Regions from separate parts of the Danio rerio genome. Here region 1 is linked to region 2. The links are chromatin contacts, called in public Hi-C maps. All regions are on one chromosome and are shown on one strand. The core of a region is the stretch at or near the end of the contact, and the rest is flanking DNA. Distances in the headings are between cores, read along the strand shown. Region 1 holds the start of si:dkey-172o19.2. Region 2 has its middle 14 kb from the start of foxq2.

Evidence for each region. A called contact is a pair of places that touch in the nucleus more often than the background predicts.
Region 1: a Hi-C map of embryo shows a contact between it and region 2, with 2.2 times the contacts expected there. The contact joins the promoter of si:dkey-172o19.2 here to the enhancer-like site in region 2. A contact is called at or near these places in 3 of 18 Hi-C or Micro-C datasets (caudal fin, embryo and hematopoietic stem cells).

Annotation. Positions count from the first base shown.
Region 1 is chr22:20,389,717-20,392,416 of GRCz12tu, forward strand. It overlaps si:dkey-172o19.2, which reads left to right and starts at 1,379. Exons shown (of 2, transcript XM_005170532.6): 1 at 1,379-1,576; 2 at 2,197-2,700. The coding sequence starts at 2,201.
Region 2 is chr22:20,291,297-20,294,027 of GRCz12tu, forward strand. No RefSeq gene overlaps it. Among named protein-coding and RNA genes, the nearest start is that of foxq2, 14 kb to the left of the region's middle. Within about 2 kb of position 1,360, at least 7 of the 62 cell types and tissues checked have an H3K27ac peak or open chromatin away from gene starts, as enhancers often do.

The DNA of each region.
Region 1 (2,700 bases), core at 129-2,628, 98 kb after region 2:
CTACATCTCACAGTAATGTAAATACAGTAGTTATGTTGTGCAGTAATTTTGTTGTAGAAATAATTCTGTTAACTTTACGCCATAGCTGTATCCCTACTAGACTTTAAGTGATTTTGCTGACATATACAAAATATATGCACTATATTGATTGTGATGTTGCTACAATGATTAAGAATTGTGTGGTGCAGTGATACGCGGCTGTTGGATGATTAAATTGTGAATGAAGATGTTGACCAATCATCTAGATACAGAATGATTAAAATAATATTGTACTATGTGCACATGCCCATGCTTGCATATGCCATTTCAATTATGAAGTAGTAATACAATTGTGTTTTTATGCACATAGACTACCTGACAAAAGTCTTGTCGTCAATCCCAGATGTAAGAGCAACAAATAATAACTTGACATTTAAAAAAAGTGACAGAAGGCAGCTTTTTTCAGATGAATCGTCTGTTAAACTGCATCCCAATCATCACAAATAACACAGAAAACCTATTGGAACCTTCATGGATCCATGATTCTTATAGAAATTATCAAGTTTGGGGAAGGAATAATCATGGTTTGGGTTACATTCAGTGTGGGGGCATGTGAGAGAGTAGATAGCAACCTCAACAGCCTGAGGTATCAAAACATTTGTGCTGCCCATTACATTACAAACCACAGGAGAGGGCAAAGTCTTCAGCAGGATAGCACAGCTTCCACATAACAGTTCCTGAAAGCAAAGAATGTCAAGGTGCTCTAAGATTGACCAGCCCAGTCACCAGACATGAACACTGTTGAGCATGTCTGGAGTAAGATGAAGAGGGAGGCATTGAAAATGAATCCAAAGCCTCTTGATGAATTCTGGGAGTCCTGCAAGAATGCTTACTTTGTCATTCCAGATGACTTTATTAAGTTACTTGAGTCATTGCAGAGATGTATGGATGCAGTCCTTCAAGCGCATGGAAGTCATACACAATATAATTCTTCTTCCACGGCAGCATGACTTTATATTCTATACTGTACATTATTTCTGTTAAGTGGCAAGACTTTTGTCTGAGCAGTCAGACCTTACTGTCCTAATTAAATAATTAAAAATCAAGACATGATCATATTTAATTTCGGTAAAATTAGTGTAATCTAAACTTGGATAGGCGACAAGACTTTTGTTAGGTAGTGTATATTTAGTCTTGTTATTATTGTGCCAGTTTTGTCTGAATCCACGAGTAAAACCATTTAATAAATAAAATAGATTATTGCTAAATTCAACACATAAATATATAAAAGCGCAAACAGATGCTGAGTCTACCTGCCAGAATTTCTTCAAATCAAAAAGTAGAACAAACAAAACTGTGAGTCATCTCAAACCACAGAGAAAATTGTTTTTAAGTCTCCGCCTCTGAGACTGAGGAAGGAAGACGTGGTCCTCACCTACTACTGCTCCTTTCATGCAATAGGCATTTGCCACCTTGACAGTCATTGGTCGGCAGAGTGCGACTCTTTGCATGTTTCCAGTCTAAAAGCTCTACCTTTAAGCTGATGTCCTTTAAATTCAGTGTCACTCCAGCATCCCTCCTGTGGCAGCAGTGTACGGTAAGGTACAGTGAATGTTTCTTGTGACAGCTGTCTTCAGTTTAGACTTTAGATTCTGGTTTAGTATTGTGTATGCAAACTTAAAACTAAGGTCAAACATGCAGAAATTTAATTCTAGATCGATAGATATGAAGACGATGTTGTGGCTTGATGTGATGTGGTTTTGATAGGTTCTGAACCAAAGTGCGTCGTTTTTAAAAAGCAGATCAAATGACCTACAAATTGCCTAGATTTTAGCAGGTGAATATCTAAGATCTTTTATTCATGGTCGATTTCTTCAGTTGCGGTAGGTTGTGTGCATCAGATCTAACCAAGCATCGCTAAGCGCGAGCCCGACGTGTTCTTGTCGTAGACATCATTTTACACATTTAAAAATATAATTTGTCCTATGTGCTTCCTTGGTAGGGTGACAAATTTCTCATGTTTATTTTTACTCTAGTTCTGAAACTGTAGTGAGTGATCACAAATTTAGGTTATAATGAATGGTAAGCTTCCTAATTCTAGCATCATTAGTAATCATAAAACAAATTAATTACATGATCTCTGTAGTTATCAAAACAAAAAGTTGTATATATCAAAGTATTGGGGCCTACTGATCGTGATGTTCTATGTCTCACCAGAACAATGAGTACCAACAGAAGTCCAGAGCCTCTAGCAGACGCTTGTCTTCCTTCCTCCACTGGTGAGATCTCAGCCAGCAAAGACGAACCCGGAAATCTAAGGAGGCGTCTTCCGCTCACCGGCTCGTCCACACTGGCAAGGCGACTCTTCCACTTCCAGTCATACCGTAATCCACTCATTACCAGCAGACGGCGTAAACGTGAGATGACCCCCTCAGAGAAAAAAGACGCGTCATATTGGGTCAAGCGAAAGAAGAACAACGAGGCTGCCAAACGGTCCAGAGAGAAGCGTCGACTCAATGACTTCATGCTGGAGGGACAGCTTCTGGCGCTGAGCGAAGAGAATGCCCAGCTCAGGGCTGAGGTGCTGAGTCTGCAGTATCACATGGGAATCGCACGAAGTCTGGATGTCAATCATCCCATCATGCCCTTTCCCTATCCTGTTATGTCCCATCTCAAGCCTTCCCTGTGGGGTTTGGCTACCAGTGCTGCTCCTCTTCCAGC
Region 2 (2,731 bases), core at 110-2,609:
GTAAGTGACAAGAGCAACAGTGCCATACCACCCCATAGTGTTCGTTTGAAAGATGATTTACGAACTCCAGAAATGTATATAAAGGAATGAGCCAATTATGTTTCTAAAGGTGCTGATGACTTTCACCTGATGTTGGTAACAACAAAAGAAATCCATATCTACAAAGAAAACAACGTTAATTAGTTTATGAATTATTATATAAAATGATATGACACTCAGTTGCCATTTCTGTGGGGAGATCTGTGTGCATGTTCTCCCCGTGTTCGTGTGTGTTTCCTCCGAGTGCTCCGGTTTCCCCCACAAGTCCAAAGACTTGCGGTACAGGTGAATTGGGTAAGCTAAATTGGCCGTAGTGTATGTGTGTAAATGAGTGTGTATGGATCTTTTCCAGTGATAGTTTGCATTTGGAAGGGCATCCACTGCGTAAAACATGTGCTGGATAAGTTGGCGGTTCATTCCACTGTGGCGATCCCAGATTAATAAAGGGCCTAAGCCGAAAAGAAAATGAATGAATGATACAACACAGAAAAACTTGATGAAGAAAGGGGGGTGTAGAAAGGCAGAGAAAGCCCAGACATTAGCTGAAATGTCTCCAGTTCTTTAGCAACCCTCTGCTCTTCCTCATTGTAAATGAATATTAGCTGCTTCAGTCCAACATCTACGTTTCCAGGATGGTGAAGATGAAACCAAGGTGGACATTTCAGCAAGACAATAATCCAAAACACAGCCAAGAAAACTCTTAAATTCTTTCAGAACAGGAAAAAAAAATTAAGCTATAGAATGGCCCAGCCAATCACCTGACTTGAATCCAATAGGAAATACAAAATAAAGATCAGATTTGATAGACAAGACCCACAAAATTATCAAGATTTTCCACACTCTGTTGAAGTCCTGAGCAATTCATGTTTCAGAGGAGAGGCGAATTTAAGCAGCCATCACCAAAAAAGCCTTTACATAAAGTGTTAAATATGTTTCAATAGTTCAGTACTTCATCCTTGTGTCATTTCATTGTTATTACACTTATTTTTTCAGATTTATTTTTGTTTTGTGTATTTTTATGCTTTTAGTGTTTGGGTTTTCACCAAAATCTGGTTCAACCCCAAGTTAACAGCCCCGAATATTTTTTTTCCAGAAAAACATGACGTGTTGAATGCTTATTCCCCTATTGTATGTGCACAGAAAAAAATGAAACAAAAAAAGCCAGTGGACCTCACCAGCTTCGCTTTTCAGCCTTAAACCAACTGTTTTGACCAGCAGGGGGATCCTAAAGCCACAAAACCACTGGACGATGAAACAAAGAGGACCTCTCGGCAAGCACCATGATCTCCCCTCTACCTCCCTATCTCCATCTCTCTCTTGTGGTTTCCATGACGACAACTCTTGGACCTGATCCTTTTTTGACCCCTGAGGGTAACCTTTGGCCTGAGGAGTCATGGCCAGGGTCAAGAGGTCACGAGTGGCCAGAGGGCAATGAAAGCACTTCTACGATTGGCTCTCTTAGCAGCCCACATATTTTCATTTAGAGGCTTAAGCACAGGCCTCGTCCCTCAGTTCTGCAGATCAGCACACCAGAAGACTGTAAATCTTCTCTAAATACATGGACACCTTGTGAAAAGCTCAATCGGACATCATTTTGATTACTCACAATGTATGAATGCATCAGAACACTCAAAATGAAGCATCGATCATATTCCCCCTGCGTGAACGTGTGGGTGAGTGTTTGTATGAAACTTCTTGTTAAGAGCTACAGTATCTGCTTTGCATCGCCAACCGGCCTATTCATTTCTTTCACACCTCGTTTATTATCAGTTGAAGAGAAACAGCAATGAAGTGCTTTTAAAGACCGTAATGTGTCTCCTTCCTCTGCCTCGCATTGAAAGGACTTCATTCCAGGTCTCCATGCATAATGGCGTCAACTAAATGGCTGAAACATAATGTAAGACCCGGTGGTCACATGACTATAGCTATCCACAGTCCCGTAATTCATTCTTCGCATGATGGGTCGTCAATATTGATTTATGAGCGTAATGGTCATGGACTGATAGAAGGGTAGGATTGGGGGGGAAGATGAGTTAAGAGAAGATGGAGAGGGAGAGAGATAGAGGAGGATAAAGAGGGGCATAGGTGAAGGTGGATGGCGTATCTCTAACAAAGGCACCAGGTATGTGCTGCTATTAATGAATATTCTGTAATAATCTGCATTACAATGTCCGTGTTGGACCTATTACAGATTTAATTTATTACAAATGGAATGACAAAGTGCATGGGATAAGTGTAAATTACATGTTGTCCATTAGTACTACTTCCGAATTTGCTCTGCCCTTCACTTTTATATTGAATACTGTTGAATGTAATCTGAAACCATCGTTTAAGGTGCACTAAGTAATTATATATCACTGCACATCTGTTGTGCTTCTTTATAACATTTATTAATGCACACATTTAGGGTGAAATATCATAAACAACAGCTAAACCTGTTGTAGTCAGACTCAAAATTAAATAGATACTAGACTATCTTTTAAATTCAGATTTTTAATAGGAAGCTACACAATATTTTATTTGTGCATGTACATTAGATTAATCAGTACTGAAGCCAAATCTGGAGCTTATCTAACTACTAAAACTAATAATCTTACTTATGATAACGCTCCAAAAACTAGTACACCCAAATTTATTTGTTATAAAAAAATTTTAATACAAATTTAAAAAAAGAAGAAAAATCAAGAGAAGC